Regions from separate parts of the Zea mays genome. Here region 1 is linked to region 2. Evidence: chromatin contacts called from public Hi-C data. All regions are on one chromosome and are shown on one strand. The core of a region is the stretch at or near the end of the contact, and the rest is flanking DNA. Distances in the headings are between cores, read along the strand shown.

Region 1 (6,256 bases), core at 2,626-5,125, 710 kb after region 2:
TTTAGGAACAGCGGTTGCACCTGCCGAATGAATAAGAATAGCGGCAGTTACACCTGAAAGTCATGTTTCTGCGATTATGTGTCATGCTACGCCCGAAAGCCCCGTTTCCGCGATTGTGTGCCGCGCAACACACGAGCATTGTAATAGTTTAAATATAAATTTGGGATTAACTGCAAATGATAAACCTATGCCTGATCCTAAAGTTTTATATATAAGCCCACTCTTTAGTTGCTTAAATATTTCTACTCCGAGTGGTCGGTAGCTCAATTCAGGCTCCATGAGGGTGAGCAGTATATTGTTGCATTTGGACTTTAGATGAATATTGTGGCAGTTGTTGGTATGTATGGAAAACTATATAAATGTCAATTTGATTCATTTATCGGAGGAGAAATGCTATATCTAGAGTGCTACAGTTTCCTAAAACCGTCAGATCAACCATAGCAACATAATCAGTGCATAGGTGTCTATTTATCTCTATATATTTTCGACGGTTCGACAGTTTAGCAAAATCGAGAAGTTATAGTTAGCATAGACATGATGTGTTTACGGACCGTTACAACCAAACTGACGATCTAATCATGAAATATATAGTGAATTATGCCAATATAATTGAGATTCATTGACAGCGAATCCCACCGTTGTAGCCTCCGTGGTATTGGAGTTAAGATAGACTATGTTCCATGTTTTATGTGTCATTAAGTGTTAAGGTAATTGGGGATATATGTAGATGTGATCCTTTAGAATGGATGTCGCCGCTCTTGTCGGTGTTTTGTGTCAAACCGCACACCCGGGGTTACCCTCGTGGTGCTTTTGGGTAGGTCGGTGTCGCAGATCGTAACTCGATGGTTCACGCTCTGGCAAGAGAGAGAGAAGCGGATTTCAGCAGGTTCGGGCCACTTTGAAGAGCGTAATACCCTCCTTCCTAGGATGACTTTGTATATGGATGAGATTACAGTCGGTGATTACTGGACTGAGGGGATGCTAATGAGATAAAAATAGATGGGGTCCCCCTTGGCCTTATATACACAACCATGGGCGTCTTCCCGCACAAGTATCGATCGCAGTCTTCCTACTTATCTTCTAATTAGTAGCAAACATCTTTTACTATCTCGAGGAAAATCCGGCGTTTTCATGCCGAGATATCCCCGTCGTTTTAGTTAGGATGTCGGGCACGGGAACAAACAGACCCGACATATCCACGTCTATGCCGCGACTAGCTTGGACGTGGGCCTCTTTCGCCTCTAGATTGGCCTGCTTTCATTGTCTTTGTTCGTCTGGCCCATGATGGGACGCTTGAGAGGGGCAACTGTCACGTGGCCCCGAGCGAAGTTTTCGCCCTTGTGTGGATCCGAGGATATCCATCTCCCACAGCTCTACCATGACAAGATAGGTGGATTGGCAGGTGTTTTGGTTTCCTTCAATATTTCAAAGTCTATATCTCCTGCATCAAAATTTCTTTATAAGAGAAGCACACCCAGTAATGCATAGTAGCATTTTGGATGGGCATATAGGCATATTGGTAACAGTATATATAATCACCTTTAGCGTTGATCAAGCATAGGTATATGTCATCCAGTTTTGATGAAGTAGCCCTCATTTATCATGAACCAAACGCACACAATTTGTAACAGTGGCATATTCAACTCTCATATTATTGGATGATATTGGATGAGTAGGCTATACATATCAAGTACTCCCTCCGTATCAAAAATATTAGTCGTTTTAGCTCTTGATTTTTATGAAGATAAACCTAGATACATATATAAAATATATACATCAAATGTTGTATGAATATATTAATTGGTGTTTAGGCTTTGTACCTTGTTTTTGATAAATTAGACTTGCTATATTTGCTGATGAGTATAGTCACCACAATAAGTGCGTGCCCACGTTGCTACGAAATCCATAAGAATTACCTACATTAGATATAATATGAAAATATTTGGACAAAATGGCGCAACACGCACAAACTATGACCAGAATAGCCCAAACGACAAAAATGAAATATGTGGATATATATGACTTATCTGTATCATTCATCATCAGGACAAAACATCGTCTACTTGTAGTAGTAGTAGAAACAAAAATAACAAGAAAGAAAGGGCATCTAGAGAACAACGATGCAGGCCAGCAAGAAACATTGTAATCGATCGGGACTTCGTGTAACTACAGCCTATGGCTTGCTGCTGCCTGCTATACACAACGGCGGCGGCACGGCTCTGCCGCGATCAGTTAGACATAGTACAACCAGTGAGGGAGACGGCCGGCGACGTCACTCGTCGGAGATCGGCGGTCCACCATAGTGGACGCTGCACATCTTGAGCTCTCTCGGCATGTCGATCTCCTCAAGCCACGCCAGATGGCCTTGGCCCTGGCCCCGCTCCACGTCCTCGCCCGCAGCCACCACTGCAGAGCAAAGACACGAACCGGTCTCCCATACGTGAGTCACTACTCTAGTGCAACGGCAAGAACTCATGAGGTGAAAGATGCGGCCACTTACGCGAGTGGTGTGCGTACGGTAATTCCGCGTAGTACGTGCAGTCCCTGTCCTCCTCTATGGAGTAGGGGGGCCCGAGGACGTCGAGGATCGCGCAGGGCGCCATGGCGGTGAACCGGTGCATGTTCCCTCCCGCCGTCGGGTACAGCACGGAGGTGTCGCACGGCGCCGTGAAGACGTCGTCCACCACCAGTTCTGCCAGCCTCACTGCGCAGGAACAGAACAAGATCATAGACATCAGTGCTGCAGTGCAGAGGGGTTAACAACAGAAACAGACGATCAAGCCGGCGAGCGGCGACAGTGAGTGGCAGAAGCTTACGGCATGGGCCATCGGAGGACGAAGAGCTGGTGGTGCTCGTGGCGGAAGAAGGATCGGGGTCAGCAGTGTTGAGCCAGTCGTACGACTTGACGTGCATCGACCCCAGGAGCAGCTTGCTGAACACCGTCATCCCAGGGTGGTTGTGGAGCGGGATCACCGCGTTTCGCGGCAGGAAGAGGATGACCATCTGCCATAGACAAGGGGAAGGTTAGAAAACACGAGCTTTTTCAGCATTGCTGTAGTACACACACACTATCGAAATAATTCTGCCTACCGAGAAATTCGGGCATTTGTATATCGTCGTGTGCGTTATGGTCGGGGTGCCACCGCCACGTGTGGCGTCTCGAGCCCTGAAGAAGCTCAGGTCCGGGCTCAGGCCCACGTCCTCCGGCCGCATCCTGTCTGCATTTTGGTAGGAGAAGGAGTTGAGGTTTTTCAGTAAACGCATGCACGAAACAGGTGCATGATTGATGGATGCATACTATTCTGTACAGGAATTCAGATTCAGTATAAGCAGAGCAGCTAAGTGCTAGTGCTAGTGAAATTGAACAGAGTACGCGGAGGCCATGCCGGTCCATGACAACCAGTTCGTTCCAGATCGATCGCTGAAAATTACGAAATGTTCTAGTTTTTTTTGAGTCGGGTCGTGCATGGCTCACCGAGCATGTGGCGGAGCAGCTGGACCTCGCCGGGACTGGGCACGGTGCCGGGGCCCCGGAAGACGTGGCGGCAGGCCTGGAAGAGACGCTGCACGGCGCGGCGCCTGCGGCTGCAGCTGCGGCGTCCCGGCGCTGCTGCCCCGGCCGGTGGGCCCGCTGGAACCGGGTGCACCCGGCGCCTCTTGGCCTCTCGCTCCGTCGGCGCCGCCGCCTCGAGTAGGTCGAGCTGCAGCTCCACAACCCCCGCGCCCGCCGTCGCGGCCGCCGCCACCTCCATGGACCGAGCAACAGGAAGCGAGGGAGGAAAAAAGGAAGGAACGCGCTAGCTTAGCTTGGTGGTAAGACGAGGCAGGCAGTCAAGGCAACTAGGCAAGCGCGGAGGGTGGTGGCCGGTGGGTGGTGGAAGGAAAAAGGGGCCGCGACAGCAGGCGACTATAAACAGGAGGCGGAGCGGAGGAGGGGGTGACGGGGAGCCAGCAAAAACCGTGGGCTGTGTTCCCTGCCGCCACCCATCGCGAGCCAACAGGAAAGCGGGCGGGCGGGAGGGAGAGGATTGCCCCCCCTGCTGGTCACTGTCGGCGTGGCTGGCGGTGGCGGCCCGGTTCGCGGGAAGCGGAAAGCGCGGCATAACCAAAACCGACGGCGCGAGCCCGAGGCAGGGCGACGAGGAGTAGATTAGCACACAGTTTCCGGTTTCGTACATCACAATCGTTATCCGCTACGCTGCCACCGACACGTGGGCCCCACCGCGCGCCCGCGCTTGACATGCCCATACCGTTTACTTTCCAGGAGCGGTTCCGTCCGCTCTCCGCTCCGGAGTCCGGACTCCGCTAGCCGTCGGCTCGTCAAGCCCGTTTCCACGGGGGGAATCCATGAAAGAACACTAGTTTGAGACAGTGTTGAAATAGCACTCTTTTTTAAACAATTCAAAGAACAACACCAGTTTCATCAAATGAATTCAGAAAACAGCATTAATCTATATTTTTCATTCTTTTATTTCTCACCTCACAAGCAAATGGACCATATTGCCCCTATCATTTCATAGCCTTGTTTTATTATCTATTCTTTCAATAGGAACAACATAAATGCATGCAAGTATGTGAGCTCTATTTTTATATTGGTAAGCATAATGTTGAACATAAAAATAAACATAGATGTTCTATAAAGGAAGAAGTCTAGATTTAACCATTGAACTTCAAAGATATATTTTGCGGTGGAGAGAGTAGTTTTTAAAGAACATACAATTTTTTTGAACATGACGGGTGATTGAAGTTTTTTGAAAAAAAAACAACCACTTCAAATAAAAAAGAACAGAGGATATACAATCGAAGACCTTTCAGTGAACCAAGTATGTCTAATTTCAACAGTTCGATAACGAAGATACCTAGGTTTGAAGTTCATGTTCAATAGTTAAATCTAGACTTCTTCCTTCATAAACAATGTGTGTCTGTTTGTATGTTTAACACTATAAAAAATGGAGCTAATATATTTTATCTATTTATGTTTTTCTTATGGACAGAAGAGATAAAAAGAGGGTTATGAAATGAATAGGTGTACTTTGGTCCACTTGTATGTGGTATAAGCAATGAAAGAATGCAAAATATAGATGAAGTGCTGCTTTCTAAATTAATTTAGTGAAACAGGTGCTGTTCTAAGAATTACTTGAAAACGGATGCTATTTTCTGAATGTCGTTTCAAACCAGTGTTGTTTTGTGGATTCTCCCGTTTGCACGGTGTGAGTGCTGACACTCCGTTTCCCACTGTCGGCCTTGTTTTCATGCATCCACCTTAATTCCGTCAGTTCTAGATACCACGACCACGACATCAGATTTTTTTATATTATTTTTTGCAGTCAAACATATTCAGCTCTCTGTCACCTTCGTCATCTACTCCATCGAATCTAAGGGCCAGGCTCTAGATTTTACTAACTCTACTTATAAAAAATGCATTTTAAGTTTCTTAAAAAACAAGAAGCTAGCATCTTCTAGCTGAAAAACCAAACACCATAAACCAGGTTCTAAAAGTTAGAGATAAAAACTGAATTCTTAAAGACTAGATTGCTTTCAAACAAGACTTTAAATTTTGAAGGGAAAAGAAACTTTTCTACTCATTTTTACGGTTTATTGACTAGGCGGCTTTCTTGCTCTCGAGTTAAGCTAATACACGTTCCCTTCCCACTTCCGGCATGCGTGTGGTGACCTGTCGACCTCACGTGGCGTCCATGTGCTGACAAGGCAAGGCAAACAGTGGTAGTAATCGCCAAACCTGTGGGTGTCGTCGCTGCTGGATTCTCCGCGCAGGCCTTCTCTGACTTCAACAACAGTTTAGCTAGTCTGTCCTCGCTAGCGGGAACGTAAATAGATATATAATAATAAAAAAAACTCTAGATCAGTATAGATAAATAAAGTAAATTTGGTTTCTTAACAAAATGAATACACTTGTACATCGATTGAACACAAAGAGGAAGCTAGATTTTAGTTGCAATTAGAAATGAAAGCGGTTGAAAAAACAGCTAATTGTTTTTGCTGTCTTTTCATCTAAAACTAGATCCTGCTGGGCCAGGCATAGGCATATATAGCTGGCAGCTGCACGAGCCTGTAGCAGGGCGGAGGACGACGACGACGACGAGCTGAGCCAAAGACAAACAGTGGCCACACGTCTCCATCTTTTGAAAATACAGTCATGCTAATAAGATTTTATCTATAATACTCATTCTTTTTACATGAAAAAAATGGATGTCTTAAGTGACAGTTCCTTCGTTACCGGATTCGTGATCATGAT
Region 2 (6,562 bases), core at 2,833-5,332:
CCTAATTCAGTGGTCATGGTGACACTGCTAAGTTGGACACTTTAGTTCCAACCATGGAGGCTGCAAAGCCAGGTTTCAAGAAAGTTGAGAAATGCAGTGAAAATGCTCTGCGGAGTGTATCTGAGCTTCATGTAGGCGATGAGAAGCAGACTGGTTCTAACAAATTTGATATGGTAATAATCATTCTTCCTCTTGCAACTTATCATCTGTTATAAACTTATAACACCAGCTAAGATTTCTATTGCTCTTTATTAGGAAAAGGTACTGAAAGGGTTTGGAGCTCGTGATGCTTTTGTGGCTTCTGGGCTCAACGGCCCTAATGGACAAGTTGGTGGTACTGTGTCGAAGCCTTCAGACATATGCCCTTCTAAGATCACTGTTCCTGGGGAAAAAGCTCCTCTGGATTTTACCTTAAAGACTAGTTTGCAGTTTGTTTCATCGTCATCTGTGAAGTGGTGGGTGTGCACTAGCTTCCCTTGCTTTTCTGTATTGAAAGTTTTTGCCAGTTAGAAACTGTATTAACATGGTCTCTATGTTGCTTGAATCTATAACATTCCCTGAGTTGATATTCTTAAAGTTATATTTGACCACATGCCAGTTATAGCCCTTTTGGATGCAATACTGATTGCAAAGTACTACTGATCGTCAGAGCGTGTACCACTTGTAACAGGTGTCACAAGCTCAATACAAGTTTTGGCAGAAGTAGCATCACTGGAGCCATTGGTCAGAGCTGTCCTCGTGGGTGTCAAAATTTAGAGTGCTCAAAGCTTGAGAGCAAAAAGGAATTTCTATTCTCAAAGGCTTTACAGTCATGGGTATATCCACAATCGCTGTTGCCTTCCTCTATCATATCTGCTATGCTCTCATCAACTGCAGGAGGTGGTAATCACTAGACCTTAATTTCTCCTTTCTGTGAATGTAATTCCATAAAAGTGACATTCTCTTTGCCTTGTAGAAAGTGATTTTCTTCTCAAAAGACATCAGGACTGGGAAGATTCATTTCAGAATCTTTACTACATGCTCCGGAAGAACATGTTGAATATATTCTATGGTACCTTCTTACTCACAGAGCTCATATTGTTTGCACAAAGGATAGTGTCACGTTCTTTTTGTAACAAAAAGTCAAAGAAGTAGGTCATCATAATATATGCAAACACCTATAACCTTGTCTATGGCAAGCAATAAGCAGTTAACTACATTTCAGTTTTCTACATGCTGATGAGTGGCATTTGCACCTGTACTTCTACTAAGTGTTATTTATTGTGCTTTCACTTTATTCAAAACATGAACGATAGCACATAGTGATACATTTTACTCAAGGTCATCTTCATGTGTAGTTCCATTTTGTGTTCCTTATCAGTTTGGAATTTGTTATTCTATATCGCATTATTAATCTGTCTAATGTCATCTACAACAGTGGCTGAACTTTGCTTTGTTGTTATAGTTTATACAACACAATTTGTTGCTCTCTTCATTAGTGGAAGCTGTTTGGAGAAAAAGCAGTCTAGTAATGCCTACTTATCACAATCTACACGTGGCCTACGCTCATTACTACGGAAACATGTGAGTTCATTCTGATATATTTGTCAGTAATGTTTCCACAGCATTATTTTTTTATGCTTCACACCTTACGTATTCCATGGCACACTGCACTTGTTTGGTTTGGCTTCTTTCCGACGAGCTTTTCTGAGAATCTGGATCTCTGGAGAAGCTGGCTATGGGGAGAATCGGCTGTTTCTAGAATCTACGCATGTGGAGGAAATGCGAGGAAGCCGAAGGGGCACGAGAGTGATTTGGCCGACAAGCTGCTCGGCTTCTCGAGGCCGTGGCCCCTCGGCCGATACCCACGAACCGTTGAAAACACGATTCTCGGAGAAGCGCTTCAAATAAAATCTGTTCCAAAATCTGTGTTTGGGGATTAGAAGCAACTTCTGGCAGCCAGAAGTCAACCCCCCCCCCCCCCCCAATAAGCTGAAACAAACGGGTCCATATATTCTTACTAACCAACCATTAAGGCACTAGTAAATGATACTGATGTGTAGACTGTAGATACATGTTGGCCGTTTTTCAACTGTCAACTATATTTGTTGGATGAAGTCCTTTGCCTACCGTTGCCTGGTATGATAATGGGACTGATACAGTAATTTCAAAATACCAGAGACAATTCAAGCTTATTTAACCCTTTTTTTGTATCTCTATACCACATTAAAATCATTTTATCTGAATGGATCACCTTGTAACCACATCAGTTTGCACTGTTGCCAGGGCGTTTGCTTTTCTATGCCTCTTTGCAGCACTGAAGTGGAGCAGGCTACTGAGGACGACCTTATTGAACTTTCAGAAATCGAAAGGCGCAATGTCGGACAGGTTTTGGTTTCCTCCCTGTTTCGCCTGGTTTGAATTTAGCCACTCTGCAGCTACCAACTGGATGTAAAAACAAAAGATAACTGAACCTGCAGGCACTCCATTTGGATGCTTTATCTGACGTGGATAACACCACGCAGTCGCTGCTTTCGTTTACTGGCAACGAGAACGTTCATGGCCTATACGACGTTCTATTGAATTACAAGTACGGCGCATCTCATTTTGTCGTATAAGCTCATCCTTGTTTTTGCCTCGAAAGTTCTGTTGTATAAGCTCATCCTGTGATTCTTCAGGTCCTTGCTGAATTCATTATCTGCTGTGGATGTCCCAGTCTTGTATTCACCCCAGCCATTTCAAAATGGCTGTCTACACATCCCAGAGGTATTTTTTTCTTCTTCTGTCAATTCTATATAGTTTTATCTCTTTTGTCTGTCTCTGCCTTTTTTTTGTTACTAGGAAACTTGGTGACTTGGACTCTTTTATTTAGGAAGAAAGGGGACCATGTTAGTGCGACATGTTAGAAATGCAAACTGGTGCATGTGGAAGCCCTGATTTTGCTAATGCATAATAATTAGATCTGAAGCTGCTACACCATCACCATGCTTAAAATGTTTTGTTTCTGTATTAGTGCAGTGGAAAGGAGGTTACATTGAACTGCGCACCATCCTTTAGACTGAATTGCGTAATTGCAAAGTTTGGTTTTTTTTGGTTTAATATAAAAAAAATCTGATCCTCTGAACCTACTATGCATCTCTCAGGTGAAGTGTAGGGAGATGAGGAGAGCAGACATGTCATCCGGCGGGTTCGACACAGAACAGGGATCCGCATTTGCGTCGACGGCAGGCAACGTATGCTACAGCATGGAAGTAAAGGACGCGGTTCTGCCGCCATGGGTGGTCTCTGGGCTGTGCGCCGCCATGAGCTTGGACGCGACCAGCTTTGATCTGACGTACGTACGCGCAACCACTCCCCCGCCGGACACTGACTCTAGTTCTGCGCTGAGCTTTTGTCGTGGGTTCTCTCGCAGGATCGCCACGGAGCCGTCGTCGATGGGCTTGAACGTGGCTCTCGACTCCATGGGCACCACCACCACGGATGTCCAGCCTGAAGGATCCACCCCCTCCAGCTGCTCTGCGCCCACGACGCCCTTGGTGGGTGCCGTTCCTGACGCGGCCCTCGTCCCTGCCCTGCACTCCGCCTCGCTGCGCCGCCTCACCTACACGGACGGCGGCGGGTACGTTGCGCACACAACCGTGTGAGCGCCTCTGAGCTTGAGAGCCCGGCCCTCCTCGGTATGCGCAGCGCAGCGCAGGCTTGTTCTTTTGAGAATTTGGAGCCTGCCCTGGCCTTTGTCGTACAAGGACGACGTGTCGTTACACGCTTGGTTGGGTTGGATGGTAACTAAACTATGAGGCCAGACTTCTTCTGGTGGTCTGGAAAAGGAACACTTATGCTTGAACTCGGTGTGTGCTTTTTGCCTGGTCGTACTGTCGTTCAAAGTTGGGACCGTTCTTACCTTGCCGTGACACCGCCTGTTGGTGTGAGCTCCTGCTGTTTGAATTCTGAAGACAACCATCACCGTTCTGCGGTTGACAGAGGACGGTTTCTTGATTCTTTTTTTCTTCTCTCGTGTGCATTGTATTTGTATTGCACCCTGCACTTGCCGGCTGTCCCGGTCGGTCTAGCACATCCTGCTGAGTTCCTGACTCCTGAGCCAGGACCGACCGTCCAACCAGTTGAAGAACGGACGGAGCGGCGAAAGGCTGAGATGGCAATTCAAAAAATCACATGGCTGAGAAAACAAAACGAGACGGGAATAGGATGAGGTAGACTAGAGGACCAGGTGGTTGCGGGCCACCACGCCAAGTGTCGTCTGTCGCATGATTCTGAGACAGGAGATTAGCGCAAGGCCCGAGGCAGGAAGTCTTCTCCGGGCGGGCCCCGCAGATCCTTCCCACTCTTTCCCTGAGTTCCCTCTAGGTACCACGAGGCCGCTCATCACCCCCCGCAACGCGACAAACGGGCGAAACGGCAAAAGCAGCTCCCCCTGCGGCCTGCGCGGCTGCGCCCGCCCTGCAGCTGCTCTGCTTCCCTTTTTTTTTTTGAAATCCTCCGCTTCCTTCCTTCTGCTTCTCCTCGAGGGTCGAGGCTCTGCCGCTCTGCTATGCTGCTGCCGCCACTCGCTCGGAAAAAGCTTCGTCCTTTTCTCTCGCTCCCTCCCCTCACATTCGTTCCTCGCACCCTTCCACTTTCCGCGTCTGCGCTCGGCCGCCCATGAGCGCCTGCGGGGGCACCATCCCCGCGTCGCGCTTCCTGCGCCGCCGCGCCGCCGTGCGGGACCTGGGCGGGGACGCGGCCGCCGGCGACACCGACGCCTTCTGGGCCGCCCCGCCCCGCCTCTACGACTTCTCCCAGCAGCAGCAGCAGCAGCACACGGCCCAGGCCGCGCGGCGATCGCCCTCGCCGGCGCCGACCAGCCCGTGCCTCCTCGCCCGGAAGCGGCACCAGCAGTCCCCGTCGCCTCCTCCATCCCCGCGGCGCTCGCCTTCGTCGCCCGGGACCTGCCTGCTCTCCGCCCTGCACCGCACCTGCGTGGGCTGGGGCGTCACCAGGCGCGCCGAGTACCCCAGACGGCACCGCCCGGTTTCTCCCGCGGCTTGTGGGCAGGTTACGGGGATGCACACGCACGGGCGGGCGGCGGCTCGGTGCGTGGACGAGGACGAGGAGAGCACCAGCAAGAACAGCAAGTGCCTGTTGGCCGTGGGCAAGAACGAGCTGGAGGAGGAGGTGGGTCAAGACCACGAGAGCTGCCTGCACCGCCGCCGCCGCGCCAAGAAGGCCCCGTGGGCCGTCAAGGAGGAGCAGGAGACGTCAGGTGAGGCGGCGGAGGAGGGCGCCAAGCGCGCCAAGAGGACCCCACTGAAGCATGAGGCGGCGGCGGCGGCGGAGAGCAAGCCCGCCGGCGCCGCCACCGCCACCGCCACTCCCGACTCCGGCTCGCCACGCGGCAACGGCAAGGTCGACCGGTGGGCGGCGTGGCGGTACGCGGCGGGCGAGGCGGCGCTGGCCAACATCCTGCGCGAGCGCGGCGCCACCGCCGGCAATCCCACGCCGCGGGCCGTCCTGCGGGCGCAGGCGCGCCGCTTCATCAGCGACACCGGCCTGCTCGACAACCTCCTCCGCCACGTCGCCGACAAGGTCCCCGCCGGCACCGCTGACCGCGTCCGCCGCCGGTATAACCCGGCCGGAGGCATGGAGTACTGGATCGAGCCGGCCGGGCTGGCGGCCGCGCGGCGGGAGGCCGGCGTCGAGGACACGTACTGGGTGCCGCCGCCCGGGTGGAAGCCCGGAGACCCCGTGTCGCCGGAGGCCCGCACGCTCGAGGTGCAGAAGCAGGTGGAGGTGCTCGCCGGGGAGCTTGCCGTCGTAAAGAGGTCTCCTTTCCCGTCTTCTACGTCCCTTGTTGTAGCCTTATGGATTGCAACTCCTCCTTGCAATTGTCATGAGTTTCGATGATACTCTGATTAGATTCTTGAATGCATCAAGTGCCAATACTTGTTTCTTTGCTGAAGTTGACTTGTGATTTCTACGAACTTAAGGCAAATGGAGCAGCTCGACTCCAATCTGGTGCAAATGAGCAAGGAAGCCTACATCTCATGGAAGGTGATCATACATCATACCTTGTTGATATGAATCTCATTCCTGTCTTTCGCTGTTCATATTTTCATTAAACTTCTAGCGCAGAACTGAAAAATAGGGTATCCATGTGTGACACTCTCACACATAGCTGTGACTATGCTCTGCACCTGTAAATTGTAATGTTGTGCACATATCTAGTTCTCGCTGGATATTGGTGTTTGATTTCATTTGGTTAGCTACATTTGTACTGTGCATAAAAAATGGTAGAACAGCACCATATTTTGCTTAGCTTTGATCCACTTGTTACTGTCGCTTCTCTGAAGTTGTGAAACCATCATTTATGTGCTTTACTTGTCACATTGCTTCATCATGCTTAAAGTAGACCTTTTAATCTGCAATTCTGTGCACACACTGGAACTACACTTATGCCCATATAATGTTATGCTGCAAGTCTGTTTCCATCAGTACTTAAAGAACTTGATGAAGAATGAAAAGTTCATAGTTTTTGTTCATTGTAGCATTTTAATTTAAATAGGTAGCTACTCTCTTTGGTGTCAGG

Evidence for each region. Hi-C and Micro-C count contacts between places; a contact is called where the count stands out from the background.
Region 1: a contact with region 2 is called in a Hi-C map of leaf mesophyll, with 2.5 times the contacts expected there. The contact joins the promoter of LOC103640631 here to the promoter of LOC103640625 in region 2. A contact is called at or near these places in 3 of 25 Hi-C or Micro-C datasets (ear, leaf mesophyll and tassel).

Annotation. Positions count from the first base shown.
Region 1 is chr1:180,823,846-180,830,101 of Zm-B73-REFERENCE-NAM-5.0, forward strand. It overlaps LOC103640631 (2-aminoethanethiol dioxygenase-like), which reads right to left and starts at 3,876. Exons shown (of 5, transcript NM_001329842.1): 1 at 3,476-3,876; 2 at 3,091-3,218; 3 at 2,817-3,003; 4 at 2,501-2,704; 5 at 1,983-2,406. The coding sequence starts at 3,752. The coding sequence ends at 2,273.
Region 2 is chr1:180,113,311-180,119,872 of Zm-B73-REFERENCE-NAM-5.0, forward strand. LOC103640625 (Protein DYAD) reads left to right here and starts at 4,083. Exons shown (of 7, transcript XM_008664066.3): 1 at 4,083-5,798; 2 at 5,964-6,027; 3 at 6,562. The coding sequence starts at 4,639. LOC100274059 reads left to right here. Exons shown (of 15, transcript NM_001360529.1): 6 at 11-173; 7 at 256-455; 8 at 671-879; 9 at 956-1,051; 10 at 1,445-1,563; 11 at 2,266-2,367; 12 at 2,460-2,569; 13 at 2,658-2,745; 14 at 3,123-3,313; 15 at 3,392-3,821. The coding sequence ends at 3,623.